3 separate regions of the Rattus norvegicus genome follow, and all the other regions are linked to region 1. Evidence: chromatin contacts called from public Hi-C data. All regions are on one chromosome and are shown on one strand. Each heading gives the region's core, a stretch centred on a gene start, on an enhancer-like site or on the middle of the called end of the contact. The rest is flanking DNA. Distances are from core to core; before and after follow the strand shown.

Region 1 (4,347 bases), core at 750-3,249:
CATCTGGTATCAAAACACATGGAACCTTGTCACTTTTGATTTTCCCAGGGGTGGGGAGGCCCTGGTGTCCAGGATACCTCTTTCTTTCTTTGGGTTATTCGGTTTACAATCAGGTAGATTGTGGAATCGTCAAATAGATTCCCTCTCCTGGTCCTGGGGACTCAGGGAGAAGACGACTGAGGCCAGATCTGAGGCTACGGCCTCCTGTGGGACTCTGCCGATTAACAGGTTGTGGGAGCTTTGGTGACTCACTTCATCTCCTTGTACCTCCCGTTGCTTGTGGCTGAGCCACCTTGGCAGATTGTCATGAGAATGCCTGGAGGTTCAGAGAGAGGCTCACAGCCGCAGGCTATGCCCACTGAGTTCATGCTGTGGGTAGCCTGCAGTCCTCAGAGACCCCTAGTCTGGGGGAACAGAGTTCCCTTTGACTGTGCGGGCCACTGTGGTTATCACCCCATAATCACTACAAACTGGAAAGCAAACACCCCAGACCTAGCCTTTCCTTGGCTGTCACCTTAGATGTGGGTTGTGGGCAAAGTCGATCGCTCTCAGGTAAAGAAAGTCCCGGAGGTGGCTCCCGCCTGTCTTAGTGGCTCTGGGCCAGATCCTACTCTCAACTCCAGAGCCCTGCAGGGCCTTGACACCTGAACCAACAGATGGAGATCGGTGTGGCCGTGGGAGACTGTCATGGCAGCCCCCACAGCTGTACCGCTCCCGGTTTATATGTGTGGAAACTGAGGCACACAGGAGACAGAGCCCTGTGATCTAGTCCTGCTGTGGGTCTGAGGATCCAGTCTACATTCCAGGAAAGGCTTTGTCTCCACAAGACAGGCATTGAAATGGGCGTGTCTGGTGTACATTTTCCTGGGCATCTGTGCTTGATCTTGAGGCCATGCTCAGGAAGTAGGCAAGATGAGGCCCACCCCTGAACGGGCATGGGTTCAAGACCTGGCTTTGTAGCTGGTCAGCTACAGGGAAACCCGTGAGCACCCTGGTCTTGGTTTCTTTGTCTCTGAAACAGAGGCCTGGGAGATTTAACAGCATATCGTACACGGAAGCCACGTTCTGAACTGCCACTGTGTAGGTTATAGGTGGGAGGGCCCAAGCCAGGGCCTCTGCAGAGGAGGCGCGAAGGGTGTAGGGAAGAGGCTCTGAGGAGTCATACAAGCAACCAGAAGGAGGCTGGAGTAGGGCAGCCAGTCCACCCTCTGCATGTTTTCCAGAGCTTAAGAGGCCCAAAGGAGGGTTTTGCCCAAGGACTGTGGCAGCTGTAGGAGCTAGTTCAGTGCTCCACAGGAACCCTGTCTAGCCAGCCGTGCAACTCTAGGAAATTACTCAACTTCTCTGGTCAGCCGGATCAGTCACGTGAGGCCTCAGGGAGAGCTCCCCCTACCCCCCACCTCTGCTGCCCCCACCCCCGATCAAGTGTGTATATCACTTGCCCAGCATGGCCTCCATGTCTCAAGGGTGACCTGGGCCCATTAAACTGTGGTCTGTCTGACAATATTTGCAGGGTGGTGTGGTATGGCCCTCTAAGCCACCTTCCTTTTGGTGTATGTGTGTGATGGTGGGGGATGGGGGGGTCTAGCCCTGGGCTAGGCTTAACCAGGGTCAGCCTGCCCAGTGAGAAGTCTAATGGGGAAGTCCGTGTGGGGCTGCAGGGGCCTCTGAGGGAGGTATGGGCCTTGGAGAGGGCAGCAGCTTTGGCTGTCTGCTTGCTGTGGGCCAAGCAGGCCTGGTCTCTGGCACATGAGAGATATCCCTTCCTCCAGAGCCTACCCACAGGCATTGCATCCCAGGGTGGGACCTGAGACATGCCAACCCAGTGCCAGGCTAGGGGCCCGAGTGGGGCGGAGGAGGAAGAGGAGGAGCAGGGTACCACTGCCAGCCAGGAAATGTCTGCTGGCTGGCTTCAGGCATTCTCCAGCTAGGGATCTGGGAGCTTCCTGCAGTGGTGCATGAGGTGACCTCAGCCCACAGACATTCGGGGACAGCCCCCCAGTCCAAATAGGCTGGTCCATTGTCCCCTGGAGCGGGGACTGGCGGCGGCGGCACTGCCGACCTTTCAGCATGCAAACAACATCCATTCATTGAACAATGTTTACAGAGCACCCACTTGATGTGGGCACCATGCCAGGCCCAGGGACACAGAAGGGGGGCTCTGGACCTGGCTAGTCCTGGTCTACAGGCTTCAGCCTCTCCAGACCCCTGCAGCTGGAACTGCTCTTTGGTTGGAATAGTGAGATCGACATAGAAGGAATAATCTGAAGAGTGTCTTGCTGTTGAAGACCAGGGTTCCCTGAGCAACACAGTCTTCACCCTTGGCTATGCCTTGTTTGCAGGGGACGAGCAGGGTGAGACTCGGAGGCTGACATCTTTTTTACCTCCGAGAAGGAGGCCGAGGGAGGGTCATTGGACATCCACCTGGGGTTCCAGCTGCTCCATCCAGCCATTCGTACAACTGTGTCCTACTTGTATCCGCCTTGTATGACGTGTAAAGGTCAGGAGAAGCTTACTAGGGAGAGCTCCATTTATGGGAAGCCATTGTCCGTGCTAGGTGTCCACAGGCCTGTATAGCTGCCTTCGCGTCAACTGTAAGCAGCCCCTCACCCTAAAAGTGAGCCCAGTGAACTCACTGGCTCCCCAGGGTGTGAACGTCCGTAGAACCCTAATTTGGTTTGGCATTGGGGCCTTATGAGGAGTGGGTAGCCATTGTCTCCCCAGGGAACAGTGACGTCTGAGGAAAGACAGCTCAAGTACATGGACAGTACCTTCTCACTATCAAGCAGGCTGACTGCCAGGCGGTCATGCCTTCATTTTTTTTCCTATATTCAGTTAGTGTCGTTGCCTACAAGACCCCCGGTGTCTAACTCCAAGTGCTGTCCTGCAGGGTTACAGGGACTGGATGGCAGATGCGGATTCTGCTTATTGGCTGAAGCATGGAGCCTCACTCAGGGGTTTTATCTTCCAGAATGCTCTAGTCAGACAGGGCCTGGAAGGGTCTCTGAGACTGGGTTCTACTCCAAGCCTGATCACTTTAGGCCCCCTAGATAGAACCAATAGCACCATTCTTCTACGTCAGGAGGGGAAACTGAGAGGGGTTAGAATATCTGGAGAATAAGACCAGTACCTCTCCTCCCTCAGGGACTTGAGAGTCTTAGGGTACAGGGCCTCTGTCACAGTCAGCCCTTTACTGACACTTGCTGAATTCATTTCAGCCCCAAACAGCATCACGAACTACTATCTCTCCTTGTCAGATGTGCAGATGACAACAGGTCTGGGGAAGGCCCCAAGGTGCTCCATGGAGGAAGACCAGGGCCTCTGTGGTGAGCTGAGCCTCTTGTGAGGTGCAAAGAACGACAGGTTTCGCTTTGCAAAGGTGGAACGGAAGCTTCTGGAATCACCCCCTGGGAGATCTTTCCCTTCTCCTGCCCCCTCCACCATGAGAGACCCCTGCAAGATAATGAGGAAGAGGTCATGACCTCAATGGGCAGGAACAATAAGAGGAGCTGGAGGAGAGAGAGGGAGGGGCAGAGCTATAAATACAGTATCCATGTTTGAAAGTCTCCAAGCTGGCCTGGAACTCACAGAGATCCCCTACCTCTGCCTCCTGGCTGCTGGGATTAAAGGTCTGTCCCATGAGAAGAAATATCCCTAGCTGCTGTCTTCATGCCGGTCTCCTGCCCAGCCTCAGTAGGTGGCAAGAGACGCGCCTACAGGAATAGACACAAGCCCTCCACAGCCACCCAGGGCAGTCACATAGTTCCCCAGGGCTGGAGGCAAGACCTTCCTGCCCTGTAGACACTGCTCATTCCTGCATGAGTCATTTCTGTAGGAGACGAGATTCTGAGTGAGGTTCCTCCCAAAACCGGGAGTTTTTTAATTTCTCTGATGACCCTGTATTAGACCAAGGCATGTGCTCTGGGGCACTTCCTTTCCTGTGTGTGTGACTGTGTATGCATGTGTAAGTGTGTTTCATGAGCAGGATGGTGGTGGTGGCATGTGCCTTTAATCCCAGCATTTGGAAGGCAGAGGCAGTGGATCTCTGGGTTCAAGGGAGTTCCAGGACAGCCGGGGAGACTTAGAGAGACCCTATCTCAAAACGAAACAGAAACAGAAAAGTGTAAGTGTGTTCCCAAGTTCATTGTACCTTAAAAGTATTTCTAGTATGTGTGAGAGTTGGTGTGAACATGTCTGAGTGTCTGTTTAGGGAATGTGGGAATTGGTATGTGAAAGTGTGTGAGGACATGTATGCAGGAGTGTGTTTGAATGTGCACATGTGAGAGTTCAGGAGTGCGTGATAGCTCATCCTGATTGTCAATTTGTCACATCTGGGAAGAGGAATTG
Region 2 (4,347 bases), core at 636-3,135, 180 kb after region 1:
GTGCACCTGTGAGGGAGTTCTTAGACTGGGTTTACTACGCTGGGGAGACCTGCTCTAAATGAGCATGACATCATTCCATGGTCTAGGGATATAACCTGAGTGGGCAGGGGTGGGGGGAGAATTCAGGCTGAGTTCATCTCTCTGCTTCCTGACTGCAGATGCGTAGTGATCAGCTGTAGTTCTGGGTTCCACCTCCCCTCTCAGGATGTCTGGTCGAGTTGGAGGAACTGGTGGGTTCTGCAGGATCCTGGTCAGGTTGGGAACTAGTGAAGGGGAATGGGGAACCTTCTTCGAGAATCTTAGCATCATGACTCTTAGGTGAGGGCCTTCTCGGATGATCTTTCATGAAGCAGCTCTCTGAAGTGATCTTAGCTTGTTCTGGACACATACACTTTATTCAGGGTGAACCAAGGCTTATATAGTTTTGGGGTGAGAATATCCAGGGAGGGAAAGGTCATTGGCTACTGAAATGCCTCATTTGCACGGGGAAGAATTTCAGGTGCTGTGACCACCTGCTTGGGAGTCTCTAGGTTATGTGCACCTTCTGAGGCTTCTTCTACCGCTGCTGGTCTCAAGTTTAGAGATTTCTGGTGTTTGACCTTGCCAGTTCCATGCCAGCTCTTCTCATGGCACAGTCTCCATGCCCAGTTGCCATGCCTTTCCCACCATGGTGGACTGCTTCTCCAAACTGTGAGCTAAAACAAGCCCTTCCTGTCCCATGTTGCCTTTGTCAGGTAGCAGTGATGAGTAAATACTTCCCAAGAAACCAGGTGGACCTCCCCCATCAGACTAGAGACCCCTGGCCACCTTGGCTCTCAGGGCTGTGGTCTTTTTGTACTGTTATTCACCCCAAGCCTCCTCCATTCTATGAGCCTGGGGCTGGGGCCCTGGTCTGGGTTAGGTTGGTGAGTGATGATAGATCTTTCTGCTGATTCCCTTCAGCAGCCCCATGCAGTCCTGAGGCATGGCTTATCTTTTCCTAAGCCTTATCACAGAGCCTGACATAGAGGAGGCTGTGTTTATCCTAGGTGACGCTGATGAATTTGAGGGGATCTAGAAAAGTTCAGGGACCCCTTTCCTCCCCCCCAAAACCCAGCCCAGGAGGCCCGGTTCATTTTAAGTGTATTACAGAATTCCCAGGGAGATGCCTTCCCTGACATTCTCTTCACCGAAAGGAAACTGAGGCAGTCGAGCCTGTTCTGGGCCTGGAGCCTCTGGATACTCTGCTGACCTCTCCATACAAAACCTCCCCTGGCCTTTATTTTGGCCTATGTGGGGAGGCTCAGACCCTGGGGAGGGGGAGCTTTTCTGTGGTGACAGGCATGAGCCAAGTCCTCTCGGGCCTGTGGGAGCAGTGGGACCTGTCTGGGAGGAAACCACTGGCAGACACCTTATCAGGCTCTGCCGCCTGTTATCTGTGTCCCCTCAGTGAAAGAGCCACCATGCTTAGACCACTCCAGCCCAGAACAAAAGCGTCCGAGTCAGCTGGCGCCCCGTGGCTCCACAGCAGCCTGTGGCCCACACTGGATATTTGGGGGTGGGAGGGGGTAGCTGCCTGGCTGGCGACAGCCAGTCTGCCTGGACTCCCCACGCCAAGTATCTGCGTGGCCAGAACCAGCCCCCTTTCCCTCAAAAGGGCTTGGGGCTCGGGGTTACCCCAGTGTTGTCTGATCCTAATGAAATGTCAGCCACAAAGGACGGGACACAGAGGGGCCTGTCCAGGAACAAGGGCCAAGTGTTGGCGTGGGAGGAGGGCTGGGGCCGGGCTGGTCAACTGATTACTTGTAATAATTGCAGTGGACACCCTCAGGCCATGGGGCAGCCGGCGCCTGGCACAGGGTCCCTCTCCCCACTACCATGGGACACATAGCAGATAGGGCCCAAGTCCAAAAAGACCCAAAGCAGGCTGCCAGCTGAGGCCTGGACATGGCCAGACTCTGCCAGTCCCCCACACAGCTGGGGAGAAGCAAGAGGAAGAAGAAGAAGGCTGGCTGCTCATTCAGGAAGTTCCTGCTTGTCTGGCCTCCTGCGGTACTGCCATGGAGAGCTGGGCAAGTTACATACCACAAATCGACATCTGTCATCTGAAGTAAGCTTAAAGTCCTTGCTGGCAGGCAATGGTATAACTCAGTCAGAGGCTATATCTCTCCTAGGAAGAGGCACCTCTGTATACTGGGCCCTGGGCCATTGAGATGGCTTGTCTCCTTCGGTAAGAGTAAAGGGTTTCTTAGAGGTCTTCCCGATGTATAGAGATTGTTCGGCAATCTCTGAGTTCCAGATAAACAATAGACACAAATTATATAAAGTAACTACAGCCCTCAGCTCTGCAGTGTTTAAAGTGTTGTGGGCCGGGCTGTGGCAGCTGAGCAGGTTGGCCTGATGAAGTTAGTCTATGGGTTGGTCCTGTGGAGAACTGGTGCAGAGCAAGGTTGAGCCAGGAAGGCCTATCGCTGTCCAGGGCTCCCTCTGGTGGCCATGTGGAGATCAGACGGCCACCAGAAGGGCTTGAGTGGCTGCTGGTACCGTAACACTTTGGAGGCCACTGGCTGGTTGCCTAGTCCTGGGTCACAGGGCTGTGAGTAGACATATGAACTCTTTCTGAGGCAGAGTTTCAAACTTGCTTCCAAGTTTCTGTATAGCTGAAGCTGGCTTTGAACTTTTGATCCACCCACATCTACAGCTTTTATTTTATTTTTAAAAAAGATTTATTTGTTTTATGAGTATTTATTTGTATATGAGTACACTGTTGCTGTCTTCAGACACACCAGAAGAGGGCATCGGATCTCATTACAGATGGTTGTGAGCCACCATGTGGTTGCTGCGATTTGAACTCAGGACCTTTAGAAGAGCAGTCAGTGCTCTTAACCACTGAGCCATCTCTCCAGCCGCATATTGTTTTGTTTGTTTGTTTTTTAACACAAAGATTCTTTATGCAGCCCTGGCTGTCCTGGGACCCATTATTCAGACCAGGCTGACCTCAAACTCAGATATGTACCTGCCTCTGCCTCCTGAGTGCTGGGATTGGAGGTGTGAGCCACCGAGAGTGATTTTACCTCCATAGTTTGAGTGCCACTCTTTTTTTTTTTTTAAACTTTTTTTTTTTTAAAGATTTATTCATTTATTATATATAAGTACACTGTAGCTGTCTTCAGATACACCAGAAGAGGGCACCAGATCTCTTTACAGATGGTTGTGAGCCACCATGTGGTTGCTGGGAATTGAACTCATGACCTCTGGAAGAGCAGTCGGTGCTCTTAACCTCTGAGCCATCTCTCCAGCCCTGAGTGCCACTCTTACAGGCAAGCACTTCCATGACGGTTTTTGGGGGTTTTTTGTCTTGTTTTTAAAGATTTATTTTTATTTTATGTGTGTGGGTATTCGGCCTGCATACTGATATGTGCATGCAGTGTCCACAGAGATCAGAAGAAGGGCATGAGATTCCCCAGAGCTGGGGTTACAGGTGTTTGTGAGCTGCAATGTAGGTGCTAGGTCCTAAAGTGCAAAGTTCAGCCAGCACTCTTAACTAATGAGCCATTTCTCCAGGCCCTATGATTGTTTTTAAAAAACTAATTTAGTGTGTGTGTGTGTTTGTACGCACACGCGTGTGCTTGGGTGCTCCTACACACTCACTTATGTCCAAGTGTTTGTGTGGAAGGCAGAGGAAAGCTTGCACGAGCCAGATCTCTCCTTCCACTGTGAGAACAGGGGTGGAACTCAGGATACATAAGGTTTTCAGAGTAAGACCTTTACCCTGCTGAGTCACAGAGCCCACACCATGCCCAGGTTTTTTAAAATGTGGTATTGGGGATAGATGGAACCCAGGCCCTCATGCAGTGTTAGGCCAGCACTCTGAGTTCCAGCTCTGAGAGAACATTTTCTTACAGAAAGCAGAAAGCTCAGTGTGAGGGGCGCCTCGTTTCGGTCACCTACTTAGCCACTGTCCATCAGTCATGGCCAATTTCGTTCCTTATGCAAACTTTCTGCCTCTTCTGGCAACTGGGTGTTTTTGAAGCAAATGTCAGGCATGTTATTTCATCCATAAACATGTCAGTACATATCAGTAGGAGATAAGGCCTGAGGATTCCTCAAAGCTGGAGCCACCAGGAATTCACCCAAAGCTCTTCTATCACTCCTAAGAGGAGGGGCCCTGCACCAGAAGGCCCCAGTCTTCCAAGATCCCCTTTAAAGTCTCTTGGTCTTTCATCCCCTTGGACAAGTGTTCCCATGCCAGGATTTCCTGTCTCCTACTGCCCTAGGGTCCTCAAGTGTAGTCTGTGGACTCCTTGAGGAATTCCCCTTGAAAGCGACTATGGCTCCCAGAACTACAACAGTTCTAAAAGTCACGCC
Region 3 (4,347 bases), core at 1,335-3,834, 140 kb after region 1:
TGGGTCAGAACTGCTAGAGGAGTTCATCTTTTCAGAATCTCTTTAAATGCTGTAGGAGATAAAGGAGTGAAACCCTACCTAGTACAGCTCAGGATGACACCCTGTTCCTCTAGAGACCAGAGGCTAAGCAGCCAAGGTCAGTATTCAATGAAGGCCTTTCTGCAGGTCTGCTTGGCCTCACAGAAGCTTTTCACCAGACTCCTGAGGGATCCAGCACCCTCCCTGGTGATGCTTCTAAGGACTCAGACCGCCATATTGATCCCAGCAGAGAGGGTCACCCAAGGGTAGGATCCCCTCTCTGCAGTTGCTGAGGAGACTCTGGCTTGGGTCCTACCCTGAGAATGGGGTGCGAGAGCACTCGTAACTCGCTCATGGTGGCCAGTCCTCTCCCTTGGGGAACACTCACTGTTGCGGCTCCCCTAGAACACACTCCCTGCTGTGGTTTAGGTAAGTGGAGCGGTTTGGATGTGAGGGAGAAATTAAAAGGACAGGCGTTTTCAGAGCAGCACCAGGCCCTCTCTAGAGCGGACAGAGGCTGCATTTGAGAAGTCTTTCTGTCCTCCCGGGAAGGTGGTCAGCATGCAAGTGTTCTACACCACTGAAGCTGCATCCCAGGCTGAGGACCCCTTTTAGCACCCATCTTTTCGTGGCCCAGCAAACATCTTAGAGCTGGCATGGTGCCTGTGAGATTATCCACACTGCCACTGGGGTTGGCAGCCCACATGGGAATAAGAGCCAAAGCCCCCCATCTCTGAGCCTGCTGAGATAGGAGATCAGATCCTAATCTTGAGACTTCCTGGCTGCTGACCTTGGACACAAGCTTCTGAGATGGACAGTTTCTTTATCATGAAATGGGAGGGGCAGGACTGGGGAGATGGCTCAGTTGGGAATATACCTGCTACTGCCCAGGTATTAGGACCTGAATCCCTATACCCTGGGATCCACATCAAGGCTGGTCAGGGTGGCCCACACCTAGAGTCCCAGAGCAGGGGAAGGCAGAGATAGGGTCCCTAGGGCCAGCTAGTATAGCCTAATTGACAAGCCCCAGATTCAGGAAGGGACCCTGTCTCAAAAAAACAAGGTGGATAGCTTCTGAGGAACAGCAGCTGAGGTTGACCTCTGACCTTCTCATACATGTCCACACATACACAGACATCACAGAATGCCTGAAAACACAAGAGGAGCTGAGAGGATTAGCCGTTTGCCCTCTGAGTGTCTTTAACCTGTTTCACTCTGCCTAATATTAATTTATTATTATTTCTATTACTATTTACTTCTCCTTGAGTCTCTAGTCCATTAGCACACCTTATCTCTGCTATGGCCGTTACCTGTCATGAATATACTTGCAAACTACTCGTTGTATGATTGCTGTAAATAATTTGTGTAGCTTACATTTTGATCGCTAATGTGAGTTAGCGATCCCTGTTAATTTTCAGCTTGCTTATTTCCAGACAAGGCATCATTTGATTGCAACTGATCCCAATGCCCTATGAAGTAATCGCTGATCGCACCTGTTTTAGGAAACTGAGGCCCCAAGGAACAAAAAGTCACTTGCCTGAGATAGCAAGACTGTTACTGATGTTTTAGGGTACAAACGGGGCTCCACTATTATCCTCAGTAAGCCAATTAAAAAGACAAGGGGTAGTGGAAAGTGGAGAAAGGCGGTTTATTCAGTATGGTTGCCTTGGGAAGAGGAGCAAATAAATAGGTCCAGTGACAGCACTCCCAAGGCCATCGTTAAGGACTGGCATATGAGGTTCAGGTTTAAATGGTCCCCGTCCAAGGGGCAGTCCAAGGGGCAGCCCTGCGTATCATCATCGATTGTCATTGCCTAGGTTCCAGTCCCTCCTGCAAGGTGGTCTGACAAGTTGTCGGAACAGTGTGAAATCTCTGTTCTTGCTGACACCAGCCTTCTGCCTTTTCCTGCTCCCAGCATGAGATTCCTGGGGAAATTCCAATTCCACGGGGACAATTGTCTGATAGCCAAAGGGAGGGTCACAAGTGTCTCTCCTTAGAATATTTCTGCAGGGATTGTTACAATTGCGGATGAGGGGCAGAGCTGGGGTTTGCACACGGACTTCCTTGCTCTTGATCCAGTGCGTTAAACCCATGCCCTCTGAGTAGATACTGGTCCCAAGTAAGTCACTTCACCTCTTCGGACCTTAGGTCCTCCCCTCAGTCATCGGTCCAGTGGACTTCCTGTTCCTGGGCTCCCCTAGCCCCCCTTCTTGCTGGCATTCTCCCTTTCTGCACCCATCTCACTCCTGCCAGCAGAGCAACCAGATAGCCATCTGGGGAGGGAGGACAGCATGGTCTCCACACTGAAGACCCACAGTTGAAAGAGCCCCTGCGGTGGGCCCTGTGCAGGCAGGCGGCAGCGGTGGCCAGATCGCTTGTGATGTAATGAGCGATTAGGAACTTCCTCTTGGAAGCCGGGCTTCCTCTGGGAGCCCGAGGTGCTGGCTCTGAGGTGGGGGGTTGGGGAGGTGGGTGGGATCGAGGAGGAGGAAACTCCTGTCAGCTGGGCCAGCTTCTGGACCGCGTTCAGCAGAGGCTCGGCTGGCTCGAAGCTGCTGACCATTAACGTGGCCCTGCGCGCATTCTTCCCCTGCTTTCCTGCAGCAGCCCGGGGCAAGGACAGGCCCTCCCTCCCCTGTGAGGAAAGCCAACCATTAATGAACGCTGCTTGCCGGACTGGCTGCACAACCTGAAGCTGTTTCTTGGGCTCCAAAGGACAAAGGAGAGAGTTCATTTGGAAACTCGTTTCTTCCCCTAAGTTTGATAACAAAAACTACTTATCTAATGGGCAAACAAGGCTTTAAAAGGGGTGTTAGGTTAACCAGATGCAGGGCCTGCGTAATTGTTCCCAGGCCCTGGAGCCACAGATGAAAAGCTGCCGGTTGGATGAAGGGAACTTGAAGCCACAGGCATGACATGGGACAGAAGAAAGTAGTTTTCCAGGAGGGTGGGAGGCCCCCATGCAAAGGGCTGAGAGGAAGCCCTAGGCTTATTTCCAGTTCTGCCACCAGCTTGCTGTGTGACCCTGAGCTAGTTGCTTCACCTTTCTGGATTTTTAAGGAGCTGGTCTCTCTTCTCAGCACTCCCCAGGAGTTGGATTTGGTTCTTGTCTGAAGCTTACTGCTGGAGCAGTCTTTATTGATAGTTTTTAATCGGTGGCAAGGAAGCTGGCATAACCTTAGGTAGATGTGAAGCCCAGCAAATATTAGGGATGTGCGGGCATGGACCACCCCACAAACCTCCTCCGAGTGCTCTGTCTTCCCATCTAACTGGGGCATGTTCTGGTTCCTTCTTGGGATGGCCCACCCTGGGCATTGTGGTCAAAAGGCGGAGAGAGGGCAGGAAAAGACATTTCACTGTGCTCGTGCCTCAACTGGGTCCTGTGAGGAGCATGACCTACCACACTCCTGCCCTTTGTTTTGACAGAAAATTGCTGATTCGAAGAAGCTAAAGACATTTCTTGGGATTTCAATCCTCTCCACCTCCTCCGGACTCCAGCCAGCCCCCTTGAGGCCCAGTACCCCCCTCCCACACACACAAAATTACATGTTGGTCTGTAGGCACCCTGGCTGGGCAGAGAAGTCTGGAGGAAGGCATGGCTGGGCCATGCAAGAGAGACCGCCTTTGTTGGGGCTGTTGCCTGGTGCTCTGAGAAGGCAGCCACCACCCTCTGGTGGCAGGAATGTGGGTGCCTTTGGGAGACAAAGGGGGTTGGGGACAGTCACCTGGGGACCTTCTAAGACCACTGTAGGAGCCATCATTACAGCAAAAACCTGCTTAGCCTAGTGTTTAGGTTGTGGTGACTCTTCACTGTGTATGGATACCCCAGTTCCCATTGTTCTGCCTTGGAAGTTCCCTTAGCCTCTTCCTGCTCACCCACTCCTCTGGTTGTCAACTGCCCTGATTTCTCCTCCTCTTCCTCCTCCTCCTCCTCCTCTTCTTCCTCCTCCTCCTCTTCTTCTTCCTCCTCCTCTTCTTCCTCCTCCTCCTCCTTCTCCTGTCCCCTTCCTCCTTTCTCCTTTATTTTTCTTTATTGCAGTGTTAGGGGATGGAACCTGGGGCCTTGAACATGTAGCCCAGTCTTCATCCCTAGGAGCTACAGCCCAGCTTTGCTCTCTGCTGGCCAAGAACTTCCTGCCTCTGGCCTTCAATGGGTTTTCTGTGTGTGACTTCCTTCACGAAGCAGGTGCACTTAAGGGTGGTCCGTTCCACTGCGCGTTTGTGGAGTTGGTTGGTTCCTTTCATTGCTAACCGGTGTTCCTGAGAGGGCTACACCATTTCCCTGTTGGAGCACGGCTGAGCAGGACTCCCAACAAGAGACTGACTAGA

What was found. Hi-C and Micro-C count contacts between places; a contact is called where the count stands out from the background.
Region 2: a Hi-C map of Schwann cells shows a contact between it and region 1, with 7 times the contacts expected there. The contact joins two enhancer-like sites. A contact is called at or near these places in 12 of 12 Hi-C or Micro-C datasets (the A7r5 cell line, the Rat2 cell line, Schwann cells and 7 more) and 1 of 1 datasets of contacts at active chromatin or transcription factors (oligodendrocytes).
Region 3: a contact with region 1 is called in a Hi-C map of Schwann cells, with 4 times the contacts expected there. The contact joins two enhancer-like sites. A contact is called at or near these places in 12 of 12 Hi-C or Micro-C datasets (the A7r5 cell line, the Rat2 cell line, Schwann cells and 7 more).

What each region holds. Positions count from the first base shown.
Region 1 is chr8:73,485,838-73,490,184 of GRCr8, reverse strand. No RefSeq gene overlaps it. Among named protein-coding and RNA genes, the nearest start is that of Lctl, 26 kb to the left of the region's middle. Within about 2 kb of position 1,999, at least 14 of the 93 cell types and tissues checked have an H3K27ac peak or open chromatin away from gene starts, as enhancers often do. A contact at or near this core is called in Schwann cells, where this site is marked.
Region 2 is chr8:73,305,854-73,310,200 of GRCr8, reverse strand. No RefSeq gene overlaps it. Among named protein-coding and RNA genes, the nearest start is that of Smad6, 110 kb to the left of the region's middle. Within about 2 kb of position 1,885, at least 19 of the 93 cell types and tissues checked have an H3K27ac peak or open chromatin away from gene starts, as enhancers often do. A contact at or near this core is called in Schwann cells, where this site is marked.
Region 3 is chr8:73,350,743-73,355,089 of GRCr8, reverse strand. All of the region lies in intron 3 of Smad6 (SMAD family member 6), which reads left to right. Among named protein-coding and RNA genes, the nearest start is that of Smad6, 61 kb to the left of the region's middle. Within about 2 kb of position 2,584, at least 25 of the 93 cell types and tissues checked have an H3K27ac peak or open chromatin away from gene starts, as enhancers often do. A contact at or near this core is called in Schwann cells, where this site is marked.